Regions from separate parts of the Hordeum vulgare genome. Here regions 2 and 3 are each linked to region 1. Evidence: chromatin contacts called from public Hi-C data. All regions are on one chromosome and are shown on one strand. The core of a region is the stretch at or near the end of the contact, and the rest is flanking DNA. Distances in the headings are between cores, read along the strand shown. Region 1 holds the start of LOC123444596 (autophagy-related protein 18f-like). Region 2 has its middle 37 kb from the start of LOC123440349. Region 3 holds the start of LOC123440349 (peroxidase 56-like).

Region 1 (4,741 bases), core at 1,232-3,731:
GAAAACTTCCGGAGGAGCCCGAAAGTCCATCAAGGGTTCCACCATGTCCCAAGGGTTTGCATGGGCTCAGGGGATATGTCGTGGCCTTATTGGGCCAAACGCGCAAGTCCCTCAAGACCCATGCAATTGGGAAAGGTGGAAAGTCCACCTTTGTATGGAAGGGAAGGAAGGGGACTAGGATTCCACCTCCTCCCCCTTGTGTGCGCCCTGGGGCTTGGAGGGGATGTTTCCCATGCCCCTCCACCTATATATAGAGAGGAGGGGCGCCCCAAGAGCACACATGAAGCCCTTGGCGCCCCTCTCTCTCCCTATATCGTCTTCTCCTCCGTTTGTGGTTTTGGTAGCACTAGGCGTAGCCCCTGCCGGGATAGCACCACCATAACCTCCACCACACCGCCGTGCTAGAGAACTCATCTACCTCTCCGCCCCTCTTGTTGGATCAAGAAGGCGGAGATTGTCATCGAGTTGTACGTGTGTTGAATGCGGAGGTGCCGTTTGTTCGATGCTTGATCGGGAGTTCATGGCACGGATCGTGATTGGATCACGAAGACGTACCACTACATCAATTGTGTTATTTAACGCTCCCGCTTAGCAATCTACAAGGGTATGTGGATACAATATCTTCTCTCGTAAATGCTCATCACCATGGATAGATCTTGTATGCGCGTAGGAAATTTTTTGTTTCTCATGCAACATTCCCTAACGTTTCCCATGGATAGGTCACCATTGTTTTTTCATTATTCTGTGCATGCAAGCACCACATCATTAATTCATACATTTTACTCTTAAGTTATTTTTTACATTATATTTTGTATTGACAATATATGTATTGGTCCCATGTACCATACATATATAGTTCACATTCCCGCAAAAAATACATATATAGTTCACATTCACATTTTTAATAAAAATGACATTATTTTTACTGTATTTTTTATTTTTTATACTTTTTATATAGTCTTTTATTTATAAGCTCACATTAGATGTTTTTGCCAATTTTCATAATTCTTTTAGCAAGTTTTCCGTAGTAACTCGTTGGAGCATCATGTAGTAGTTAAAACAAGGGGCACCGTTCTGCGCCGGCGCACCGGCGCGAACGCTTCGGCCGGTCGGGCAGCAGCCGTTCGGTCTGAGCTCCAATAACCGTCAGATATGACATCTCGTCTGCTCTGCACCGGCGCACCATCTCGCGCACCTCCGACCCCCTCCCGCACAAGCACCCCATCCTCTCCCACGTCGTCACGGATCGTCGCAGCACCCCATGCCCTCTCCCCCGTCGTCACGGATCGTCGCAACACCCCCATGCCCTCTCCCCCCGTCGCTCGTCGCTCGTGCGTGCACAGACTTGCCCCCCCCCCCCCCCGGAACTTCGGTTGAAGTTTTTTTCACTTTGGTTGAAACTTTTTCCATGTTGTTTGAAGCTTTTTTCACAATGGTTGAAGCTATTTTCGTTGCTGGTTGTAGCAAAAATGACAGGCTTTTTCCTCGTCGGTCTGTGGTTGAAGCTTTTCAAACATATGGTTGAAGCTTTTGTGTTAACGATGGCAGCCTTTTGTGTTTCGTTGTCGCTGGTTGAACTTTTTATATCGTCGGTTCAAGATTTTTTCATCACCGGTTGCAGCTTCTGCGGTTGCGTGGTGGGTGGCCCTTGATTCCCGTCGTCTCTCGTTGAAGCTTTCGACAATGCCGGTTGTAGCATTTTCGATAGCCGGTTGAAGCTTTTTTCATCGACGGTTGCAACGTCGTCGTCTTTGTCATAGTTTTTCGTCTCCAACACCGATGGCATCCAATGCGACTCCATGACGGCCGGCGGACGAGATCCGACAGAGAAGGCACGCCGGCTTGAAGGAACAACGCGGGACTCCCCGGAGGCGCTCGTCAAAAACCGCGCGAGCGGCGGAGAGCTTGAAACACTGTCGGGATCCGCCGCCATCGCCGCTTGACGTTGCTCGTCGTCGTCGCTCGACGTCACTGCTAGTCGCCCCCTCGCCGTGCTGCTTGCCGGCTGCAACACCGATGAATGCGAAGTCGAAGAGGGAAAAAACGGAAATGGTGGGCCAACGAAAACTGATGCGCGATGAGGAAGTATCACACGGCCCGCGTAAGTACGGCACAACGGTTCGGCCGGAGCCCGGATAGAAACGTTTCCCTAAAACAAAACCCGATCCAGACGCATACTCATGACAGACCTGGCAATCGACGGAGGAGAAAAGAGCCCACGTAGCGCGGTGAATCGACTCACCGAACCCGACCGACCGCGCCAGGCAGATCCGACGCGAGGGAGAGGAGAGGACCACACGAGAGAGAGAGAGAGAGCTGGGAAACGTAGCCGGCGAGGCAACGACGCGAACGTAGTCGGGTAGGCGAGATAATCGATCCCCGTTGCTCCTCGTTAACCACCTTGGCCGCCTCGTCTTCGCTTTCTTGCCGCATCAAAACTCCACACGAAGCCAAGCAAAACTAGGGAACACCAACCGGCTTCCGTATTATTTTTTCCTCCGATTCGAAAACTCAGAGCAGCAACCGACTTTTTTTTAAGAGAGGAGAATATTACTACTCCTCCTCCTCCTGCTTCCCTAATGCTACCTCCTCCAATTCCAATCCCAATTCCATAGAGTATTTCAACCTAATCATCAATCCCATCTCCGGGGCCCCGTCTGCTTCCCCTTCCCTTTCCCACACGGCCAAGGAAAAAAAAGAAGAGGGCTCATCAAAACCGCAAACCCTCGCTTTCTCCGATCGAATTGCTCGCAGCCCGACCACCACCAGTTCGCCGGCCTCCCCACCACCAGTCCCCGCCTCCCCATCCAGCCCTCTCGCACCCCCGCACGCCCGCGCCGGTTCCCCTCCCACGCCCCCGACCTCCGAGCTCGCCCGCGGCCATGTCGCTCACCTGAGGATACGGTTGGTGGGCTGTTTCTTGCAAGAGCCTCCTCCGAGCCCCAAGAGAAACAGCCCGGGGGGACCTCACCTGCCGATTCGATCGCCGCAGCACCGCCGCCCAAGCCAAGCAGGCGTTTCCGTCTAGGTTTGGTTTAGCTTGCAGGCCAAGGCTCTGTTTCGCATCTGAGGAAGAGGAGGAGTGGTGGCGGTAGCGTGCACGAGTCCCTGGTTGGGCTTGGCTTGGCTTGGCTTGGCTTGATGCGGAACGGCGCGCAGGCTCCTCGCGGCGGCACCGGCGGCGGGGGCGGGGGCGGGCTCTTCTCCGCGCGCTCGCTCTCCAGCTACATGCGCATCGTGTCCTCGGGGGCGTCCACGGCCGCCTCCACGCTGCGCTCCGCCGGCGCCTCGCTGGTCAACTCGATCGCCAGCCACGACGACGATGCGGGCCGCGACCAGGTTCCGGCCCCCGACCTCTTACGATCCTCTTCTTTCTTTTTGAATTTTTCCGCTGGCTGCCGGTCGTTCTTCAAGCATAGCAACTGTTAGTTATTAGATTGCTAATAATTGTGCGCTAGTATGCACGATTTTGGATGTTCCACGTGTGCAGTAATAATGGTAACCGATGCAAAACCGAGCAAAAAATTAATTGGGGCCGGAAGGAACTGCCAATTTTGTTCCCCCACCAGAGTTGCACAACCGTATGTGGCAATTCTGGTATTTATTGTTAGCGTCGACTCATTTATGCTCGGCACCATATACCCAACTGCTCATGTTTGCATACTGTACTGCTCTTTTGGCATGTTATTGTAGTAGCTATTATCTAGCAGAAATGCAAAGTGTCTGATGGTTAGAATGTGTTGTTTTCAAGACAAGCCGCAGATGTGGAATCATAAGAGTTATCATGATTCATGAATGTACAAGCTTAGCTTTGAGTTCTGGTTGCAATTATCTGGATCCGAAATGTTCCTGTTGGGCCAGGTCAGGACACTATGACAATGCCTATTATAAACCATTCCTAGTCTGTGAAAAGTTGTAATGACACGTTCATTATGCACAGTGAATATACTAAAGGATATGGGAGTGTGAGTTATATTCTGATTTCTTAACCTTTTGACATCGTAAGGGCTAATCCAAAAATTTGCTTTGTCATTAACCTTGAATATCATCATATTACGTATTAAAACATACGTTATGTCAAGAAAAAAGTTGTTCCTGATCTAGGAACTGATGATTAGTGTTCCATACTGACAAATATCATTGTGTTATAGTCAGTATTTTAGACGCTTAGCATTTCCATGCAAAGTTCATTGGCTTGTAATTTTTTTGAATATATGATTTGATTCTTATAATCCCTGTAAGTAATATTACCATGTGAAGCTATGCTAATACATGTCCTCTGCCATGTGATCTACAGGTACAATGGGCTGGGTTTGATAAACTTGAATGTGGGGGTGACGTGCTACGACAGGTTTTGCTGCTAGCTTACAGATCTGGCTTCCAAGTATGGGATGTTGAACATGCCGATGATGTAAGACAACTAGAATCAAGACATGATGGTGCTGTTTCTTTCATACAACTGCTGAAGAAACCAATTGCCTCAAAGAGAGGTGAAGACAGATTTGTAGATGCACGGCCATTGCTGGCTCTTGCTGGTGGTGGAACCAGCACAGGAAATGCAAACAGCCATGATGTCAACGGCCCTGTCTTCAATGGAACCAATGGCACTTACCATAATAGTGGCAGTGAAAAACTGCCTACCATCGTTCGCTTTTATTCGCTCAAGGAGCATGGTTATGTTCATTCAATGAAGTTCAGATCAGCTGTCTATTCCATAAGGTGCAGTCCTAGAGTTGTAGCT
Region 2 (4,741 bases), core at 772-3,271, 370 kb before region 1:
ATATCGAGGAACACATGGATATTGTACGATCCAAGAACCCGGAGCAGTCTGATCCCTAGATCAAACATACACACATGGCGTCATTCGGCGGTTGGTTGCAAACACCTCTCATGATGACCCTCAAGTTGGAGATGACATGTACTTGCTGGCCAAGTCACCATCTTCGACTATATTGACTTTCAAAGGGTACGAGATTAATGGGAATACATTTTACACGATCACCCAAGATAACAATAGCACCAACCAAAATAGTGGTGTCCGCTTTGATGCAGCAAACACCAACAATAGGCCAAAGGACACATGTTATGGTTACATAGAGGAGATATGGGAACTTGACTACGGAAACAATTTGAAGGTCCTTTGTTTCGGTGCAAATGGATCAATCTGAAAGGAGGTGGGGTAAAGGAAGACCCGCGGTACGGAATGACAACAGTGGATCTCAACAATCTTGGGCACACAAATGAACCATTCGTCCTAGCAAATGATGTGGCGCGGGTTTTCTATGTGAAGGACATGTCTACCAAGGCGAGAAAAAGAAAAGATAAGGAAGCAAATACATCATACAGTCCCGGGACACACAGTCCCTACCGTATTCTCCTTGAGATAACGACACAGATTCCTCGCCCAACACTCGTGGTAAGTCTTCAGGGCAGTCTTCCAAACCCTCACAAACCCGGTCACCCAGCGATCCACAATTGACTGCTGGATGCTCTAGATCATGACGCCTAACCGTTTGGAGGATGCACAGTCCTCAAAGGTAACAAGCGCCGGCTTCACACAGGAACAAGTTCTTCACTGATGCTCAATCACTTTGGTTTTGGTTTTGGTGTTTGGGTTATTTCCTCACTTGATGATTTTTTCTCAAAGTCCTCGAGGAATTGGGTTGCTCTAAATGACAAGTGTGAGTTTCTCTCGGAGCAGCCAACGAGCTAGTGGTTGTGGGGGCGGCTATTTATAGCCTGGGAGCATCCCGACATGATTTGACATTAATGCCCTTAATGACATGACTGTTGGGTGGATAAGATTTGGGACACGTGGCGCGCGACGCGGCAACGGTCGGAAGTTTCAACTGTGAAAGTCCTCATGTCTCTCATGTTCCTCACTTTGAGGATCAGGTAGGTGTAGGTTTGAGTTAAGCATCATGAGGAAATTCTTTCTTTAGTTTTACCTCGACCCGCTTTAACAGTATGGTGTTCCTATGGCTCAAGAATGAAGAAAATGAAACAAAAATAGTAAATCTTCAAGCTTCAAAGACAATAGAGTATTTTCCTGGGGACACACCGAATTCCTCATCTTCAATGTCTTCATCAGGAATATCAATTTCTTCGCAATTTCTCCGCGATCAAAGTCTTCACCCGAAGACATACATTTTTAGGGGTCGATATTCATCGAATAACTCAAACTCTTTAGCAATTTATAGAGCCTGTGTACACTCACAAACGTATCGGTCTCTTATCCTATAAGTCTTCAATCCACCAATATCACTAAGGGGCACGAGATGCACTTACATAAATATTTCCTATATGAAAATTTCTATCACACTAGCATAAACATGCATTCATTTATCATAGCTAGCAATTCCTGAGATCATGACAAATCAGGGTTCAAGATGTTTGCCTTGAGTATGCAGAAGGGTAGGGTGCACTCCAAAACTTTTGAAAGTTTAATCTCCCCACCATTTCCTGTTTTTGAAAATATTGAAATTAACATACAATTCCTACACAATGCAGAAAAGTTGTTTTGAAAATTTTGAAATAATTACTAAATTAAACTAGAGGAAATTTAAAGAAGGTGAGAAATAGAATCAAATCTTTTGGAGTTATGGTTTAAAAACTAGAGTCAGTCAAACTTAGGGTCAAAACTGTTTTAAAAATAAATCAGGGAAAAGGAAAACGGTTCAGCGTGAATACGCTTTTATCAGGGAAAAACGTACTTCATAGAATACGCCTCCATTCCGGACGAATTAGTATGACCTCTGTCTCACTAACCGTGGGTTCGTGGGTCCACCAGTCAGGTCTGACTGGTCGCCCGCGTCCCTTTTCCTCGCGGCTGGACAAAGGCGGGGCTCCTGCGACCCTCGCCCGCGGACGGTGGCAGATCGTGAGGATTTGAGGGCACCTTTTTTCTTTTTTTTTTTAGGGAAATTTGAGGCCACCTATGCGATCAGAGGATCCGAGCGAGCCTGCCAAGGTGGGGAGCCCAATGTTGCCTGCAATGCGTTCTCCGATGGACGGTGGTTACGGGAAGGTATAGGGCTTCCGGTGGTGGGCTCTTTCAGATGAAATTGCAGAGGGGAACGGCTTTCCCTGACCACGGGGAGACTACTAGTACTAGCGAGGATAGCGTGGCGAAAGGGGTCTTGGTTTCGTTGGATTTAACCAGATGATGTGGCGGACGTCTCGGTCGGAAGTGACGGAGCTCCTGTGAGTCACCCGGCATTTGGGTACCCTAACCCGCTACCTGAACCAAAACCGAACCGAATTACCTAAATTGTCGGGTAATACGGGTATCGAGTTAGGCTTCGGTTCTCATTTCCTGATTATTCAGTTTTCGGGTTAGGGTTCGGGTTCTAGTTCAGAAAACCCGAAATACCCATACTACTCGAATTATTCATACTAGCAAATATGTATGTGCGTTGCAACGGGAGACAAAAATATTACATTATAGCCAAATAAGTATGGTTCAATACCACGACATATGAGCATCCTTTATTTTTTTACTTAACACGGTGGCGCATCATGTTACCATTTATCTTTTCTTCCATTCTCATTAATGATGGTCGTGGTGCTCATGTGATTAAATTTTGTTGATTGATGTCCACTCTTTTTTTTGAAATGTATGGGCAGTTTTTTACTCAGTCTATGAATTTTTTTTAATGGAGAATAAATTTTGAAATTTGAGATATTTTTAGTTTTTCTCAACGTTGTTTTTACTTCATAGACATTTTCTTCGAATTCACTGATATGTTTTGAATAAATGGTCATTTTTAAAATCATGAACATTTTATATTTGTTGAATATATTTTTCAAAATTGTGAATCATTTTATAACATCAGTTTTTAAAAATCATCAGTTTTTTAAACCGTGAACGTCTTATTATTTCCTGAACCTATGTTTCAGTTCCAAACATTCTATGGTTTCATGAACAATTTTTTTCAAAACTCAAAAAATTGGATTTTTGAAAAATCATGAATTAATTTAAAGAAGGACAAAATAAATTGAAATAATAAAACATGGCGTGTTTGCCGCTATAAAAAGAGAAAATCCGTGTTCATGTGATCAAATTTTGTCGATTGATGTAAACTTATATTTTTTCTAAAATGCATGGACAGTTTTTTATTCAGTGAACGTTTTTTGAAACGATGATTTTTTTGTAAATGGGGAACAAATTTGGGTATTCGATTTTTGAAAATTAATAGACATTGTGTGAATTATTTTATAATATGCGAACATTTTTTTAAGACCATCAACATTTTTTTGAATCCGTGAACATTTTCTGATTTTCTGAACCTTTATTTTAATGTCCAAACATTCTGTGATTTCATGAACATTTTTTTTCAAAACTAAAAAAATTGGAATTTTGGAAAATCACGAATTGATTTAAATAAAAAAATATATTAAAATAATAAAACATGGGCTGGTCCATTAACCCATGTTTGCTGCTATATACAAAGAGAAATAATACGAATGAAAAAAGTTGTGTCTACCAGGGATCGAACCTGGATGTGCTGTGTGGAAGACAGCCGCTCCAGCCATCAAACCGAGCGCGTGCTCATTATTTTTAGTTCTCATATCTTAATAAGTGTATGCGACGACGACTTTGAGAGAAAAAATTTGAACCATTTTTTTAATTTATGGGTGGCATAGTGGGTAATTTGATCCAACTTCAAGGACAATTTTAATGACGTACCACCGAAGCAATATATGCTTTATTAGTAGGTAAAGACTAGCCAAATTATTCATGCTATTATTACATGTACATGTTGCACATACTACCTAAAATACTCATACTATTTAAAATACCCACACTATGCGAATTATTCATACCAAAAGATGATGTGTGCTCCGAATATTTCAGGTTTTTTGGGTAATTACCCGAACCAATTTTTGAGTAATTTGGGTTCGGTTATTTTTTGGTAGGACAAATTTCCGTTCCCATTTTTAAATACCCGAATTACCCATAATCCGAACTACCCAAACCGAAATAACCAAAATACCCGAAAGCCCAGGCTGACCTCTGAGGGTCTGGTTGCTTCAGGGGTTCAAAGGCAAGTGGTGAGTGGTGGCTCGAGTGGCCTCGGGCTTGAAGGGGGTCCTTTTATAAACGACGATGTCGGTTTGCAGCTTCCTAAGAGCGGCCACGGCGGCTCGCCGCTACTGTCGCCGGAGGGGCAACATGGCGAGACAAGTGCGGCTAGGAACTAGCGGACGAGCGCGGTGCTGTTCGAGGGAGCTAGCTGGCGCGTGGGGGTGGCTTGGGAGGTTGGGAGAGGCGGATGAGGTCGTCGGCGTGCCGCCAAGGAGCTATGGCGGTGGCTGGACAGGGCGATGCGCGTCTCTACGGGTGAAGAAGGGCGAGGGACAAAGGGTTGGTGGGTGTGGCGGCTCGGGCGCGAGCACGTGCAAAACACGTGTTCTCCTCGCGCTCTGTGCATGCCCACCAGCTACTCGAGGATTCAAGGTGACTCCCCACGCACGTCTCCCTCCCTCCCTCCCAACCCTTGTTGGGGAACGTCGCATGG
Region 3 (4,741 bases), core at 572-3,071, 330 kb before region 1:
CCGCATGCAGTGTATATTCCCTCCAGATGCTTCATATAGCGATGCGTGGGAATCGGTGGAACGGCCTCGTTATTAATCGATTCAACGCAAAAAAATGAAAAGAAACCAATGCCTCACCGCTCTCACCCCTCATGCCCCGAACCCTATCCCTCACCTCTTGTTCTTTCCTCCCAGTCGCCACTCTCCCTCTCTCTCGCATCTGGAGACAATTTTCCTCCCAACGGATCACAACGGGTCACAAATCTAATGTGGCCTTCTTAAATACCCCAATTGAGCACTACCACGCCATGGAGACAATTTCCCTGCAAAAAAGTGCTACAAGGAAGACTGCAAGGTCTGCTAATGATGACCTTTCCATTGAAATAGAAGATGATGACAATAGTAAGGTGAACATGTCACCAAATGTTGGTGAGTCCTCAAATCCCAATGAACCAGCAAAAGTGAAGGCTAAGGTGGTGAAAATAAGGATGATCCGTTGATGACAACTCTTCAAGATGGGTTCAAACTTGTAGCTGCAGCTCTTGTGAAGTCTGGTGGAGATGATGATACTATACCTGATGACCTTTGGGAAGTTGTCTCCGACACTATTGGATTTGCTGAAGGATACCTTGCTCACTACTATGCCCATCTTGTGGACAATCCCAAGATAGCAAGAGCTTTCATGTCGCTCGGGGAGTCTAACCGGTTGATTTGGGTGGGTAGGTATGTGACAACGAACTTCACATGAAGCATTTATTCGTATGGACTAGCGTGAGATGATGAACTTTGCATTATGAACTTGTATTGAACTTCAATTAAGAGAGATTTTGGATGACTAGTATGTGAACCATATGTATGGATTGTAATGAACAATATTTCTTTTCGATGATGACCTTGTGATATTGTTGCATCTTATGATATTTGTATTGAAAATCTGTTACATAATGTTATATATTTGTTTGACTTGTGATCATATACTATTAAATTGCTTGTTCAAAATACAAAGAAAATGTTGCCAAAATTTTGAATTATATGTTGTCCAAATGTAGAGAGATATATGAGCATATTAGAAGTAATCTCACCATTCATATGGAGAGGTGAGTGGAATGAGATTCTTCTCATTTCATCTCCCAACCCAAACACATGGATAAAATCAACCCATGTCATTTTTTATGTCCAACCGAACACAAGAATGAAATCAACTCATGCATCCGGAATGGAACCATGACATTTCATGCCTTTTGATCCTCAAACCGAACACACCCTAATATAACCGGACGAGGCGTATGATTGGATGTTCATTGTGACACAACACGTGTGATGAATATCAGGGTCCATAAACTAAGGAACAAATCAAGTATGGTGGCCGACTGATTTTACAATCGGGTTCTGTTAAACACAGTACTTTGACCTTGACAAGTTCTAGCTTGCGTAAACGACGATGACCGGCAGGTGGAGTAGCTTACCACCAGGAAGCTTATGCCTGTGCACAGCCTGTCCTCCCCCGTGCTACACGCCAGCAATCCCTGGTCAGCACAGCCATCAGAGACCAGTTAAGACGTACTAGGCGCCTGAATATTTGTTCATTTGGTCAGCTCATTTCCCATTACATGCTTGCATGTCTCTACAAATGCATCGGTCGGTTCATTTTGTCAGCTAATATTACCTTCACAGAGTAGTAATCCGTACTGGCGTGTTCACAAATGTGAGGCTCTGCTCGTCTGGTAGTCGGCCGAGGTGTGTGAACAGCGCGCGTTGACAAGTGCAAAAGCCAAAAGCCCCCATCCCACGACCGCCGTCCAGACGGGGAGCCTATCTGCTCGGCGCACTCGCGCCGCCTGGTCCAGTCCAGTCTCATGTGCCGCGTGAAACGAGGGGGATTTTTGTTCCGTTCTGCTTGCATATTCCCCGCCTTTGCGCGTAGCCTCCACCACCCCGTTCCCATTCCCGTTCCCAGCCAGCCAGCCAGCCAGACAGCCATTGTCTGCCTCAGTTTTTAACTAACTTGCGAATTCCGAGCTTCTCGACAGCGATCTTCAACCTACCCGTGCCTCTCCAACTCTTTCTTTTTCCTCGCCATTCCGGGTGTTTTCAATTCATGCGCGGGCGGTCGACGCCGGCCAGCAAATTTAATCTTCTTCCCCTACCGCGAGTTCCCTGCTGACCCCGAAACCGAGATAGTTTCAACGTTTCTTGGCCTTGGGCTGCTTCCCCTCGCCACGACCAAGCAACCTCGTCCACGACCTGCGGCTCTTCTCCTCCGGTCCGGCCGGATGGCATTGGACGTGCTCCTCAGGCTGCTGGTCCTCGCGGCCGTCGTGAGCGCCATGCTGGTGCCGGGCCACGCAGATCCCGCCGGCGCCGGGCTCGCCGTCGGGTTCTACGACAAGACTTGCCCGGCCGCGGAGGAGCTGGTGCTCGAGGAGATGCGGCACATCGTCCACGAGGACAGGACCCTCGGCCCGGCGCTGCTCCGGCTTCTCTTCCACGACTGCTTCGTCAGGGTGCGTCCTGCGCTGCTTTTCCTTGCCGTGCCCGAGCTGTGTAAATGTGTTTCGCTTAACCGGCCGGATGCGTGATCTGCAGGGGTGCGACGGGTCGATCATGCTGAAATCGAGGAGCAAGAAGGGGGAGAGAGACGCCATGCCGATGAGCTACAGCCTCCGCGGCTTCGACGAGGTCGAGAGGATCAAGGCCAAGCTGGAGGACGAGTGCCCGCTCACCGTGTCGTGCGCAGACATCATCATCATGGCCGCGCGGGACGCCGTGTACCTGGTAATTTAACAATCCCCCACTTTCATCGGCTCCATGGATTTTGTGACGCTTTGCTTCTAGTTCTAGCTGACCAAACACCGCCTCCTTGTTCCAGACCAACGGGCCACGGTTCCCGGTGGAGACCGGACGCCGGGACGGCAAGGTGTCGACATGCTACGACGCCGAGAACGACCTGGCGCCGCCGAACGCCAACATTGTGGACCTAAAGACCTACTTCAGCGTGAAGAACCTGTCGTGGAAGGACCTCGTGGTGCTGTCAGGGAGCCACACGATCGGGAGGGCGCAGTGCGCCGCGTTCGCGCCGGACCGGCTCTACAACAACAGCGGCAAAGGGGTGCAGGACCCGACGCTGGACAAGGCGTACGCCCCGGAGCTGCGGGAGAGGTGCGAGCCAGGCAACAAGAAGGACGAAACGCTGGTGGACATGGACCCCAAGAGCCCCTACGAGTTCGACCTCAGCTACTACCGGGACTTGTACAGCAACAGGGCCCTGTTCGTCTCCGACCAGGCGCTGCTCGACGACAAGTGGACGAGAGACTACGTGGCGAGGATGGCGGCGGCGGAGTCGACGGAGGAGTACTTCAGGGACTACGCCGCCGCCATGATCAACATGGGCAGGATGGAGGTGCTCACCGGAGCCGACGGGGAGATCAGGAAAATCTGCAGCGCGTACGTTGACTAATCGAGCCGGCGGTTGGTCGATGCGAGTTGGTGCAAGTGCCTCCATCGGTCGTCATGTGGACGGGGTCACGACGGCCGGCGTGGCCGCCAGCCGCAAGGCACTTGCATTATTCTAGGGGTGGTTAGAGAATTGACACCGCCACGCGGCGAATCTTCCTGTGTTTGTATGTAAAAAGTCGTCTCTTTGTTCTTTACACCGAATGCCCTTTGAGATTTAGCGAGCTGTAATTATATTTTTTTTGAGTCAATTACACTGGTCGTGTTAGAACTGGACGCAAAGGATCAATTTGGTGATAGAAGTTGTAGCATATATAGAACAAGTGCAATAACTTGGCTCAAATGTACAAATACGATGCAAATCCTGATTATGTACATCCAAACCGCTGACTAGGCATGCCAGCGTGGCGTGGGATCCGTCGTCAATGACTCGATGGCAAGGAGGCGACATGTGACCAGTATTTTACGAAAATCACCTTGAGTTTTTTTAAATCACAAAAAGGCTCCTGATGTTCTTTGGTGCGGTCGAATCTCATTTACTTTTTTGAATTTATTAAGAAAAATAGTGCTCCGCGCCACGAACCAGCGACCTCTAACTAGCATATAGATGGTCCTAGCCACCCCACCTGTAATGCATTCATTCAACATTCGTTCAACATTTAAAATACTATATATAAAGAACTACAATGTTTTTATAATAACAAATATGAATATTCGTAATTTATAATTTATAATCAAAATATTTGTATAATACAATTATATACATACAAATAAAAATGTTTATATAATTAAAAAATCAATAATTATACACACAAAATTTTCAAATCAGTTGAAACTATACACAAGTGGATATTTAGGAAATGTTTGTATTCATCATTTTGTATAATTTACATATAAGCTGCAAGTGTATATTTTTTGTATTTAAATATTTAAACATTTTTATTTAAGAAAAATTGAAATGGCTGTATTTACTAAATATTTTTATATAATACATGGGTGCACATTTAAATGTTTTTATTTACTAATCACCGTTTTTATGTGTACTATTTATATCCATACAAATATATATATTTATAACACATATATATTTGAACATTATTTTTCCCATATGTTTTACAAATATCTTAAAAAAACTAGTGCGTGCAAAATGGACGGCACTATATGCAACCCATTTAAGCCTCACATGTGTTGAGTTTATACTACATGAAGACGAGTCATCGATATTGTGCAAACTAGTGTGAGTGGTGGAGTGGTTAACTTTGGCAGCATTCCACCTGTTGGTTGCGAGTTCGCCCCGTTGAGGCTGTCT

The links. A called contact is a pair of places that touch in the nucleus more often than the background predicts.
Region 2: a Hi-C map of leaf shows a contact between it and region 1, with 4 times the contacts expected there. The contact joins the enhancer-like site here to the promoter of LOC123444596 in region 1. A contact is called at or near these places in 2 of 6 Hi-C or Micro-C datasets (leaf and seedling) and 1 of 1 datasets of contacts at active chromatin or transcription factors (embryo).
Region 3: a Hi-C map of leaf shows a contact between it and region 1, with 2.9 times the contacts expected there. The contact joins the promoter of LOC123440349 here to the promoter of LOC123444596 in region 1. A contact is called at or near these places in 4 of 6 Hi-C or Micro-C datasets (leaf and seedling) and 1 of 1 datasets of contacts at active chromatin or transcription factors (embryo).

The regions. Positions count from the first base shown.
Region 1 is chr3H:513,408,502-513,413,242 of MorexV3_pseudomolecules_assembly, reverse strand. LOC123444596 (autophagy-related protein 18f-like) reads left to right here and starts at 2,481. Exons shown (of 8, transcript XM_045121377.1): 1 at 2,481-3,339; 2 at 4,298-4,741. The coding sequence starts at 3,142.
Region 2 is chr3H:513,776,596-513,781,336 of MorexV3_pseudomolecules_assembly, reverse strand. No RefSeq gene overlaps it. Among protein-coding and RNA genes, the nearest start is that of LOC123440349, 37 kb to the right of the region's middle. Within about 2 kb of position 2,021, at least 3 of the 3 cell types and tissues checked have open chromatin away from gene starts, as enhancers often do. A contact at or near this core is called in leaf and seedling, where this site is marked.
Region 3 is chr3H:513,739,540-513,744,280 of MorexV3_pseudomolecules_assembly, reverse strand. LOC123440349 (peroxidase 56-like) reads left to right here and starts at 1,821. Exons shown (of 3, transcript XM_045116921.1): 1 at 1,821-2,483; 2 at 2,566-2,754; 3 at 2,849-3,700. The coding sequence starts at 2,253. The coding sequence ends at 3,436.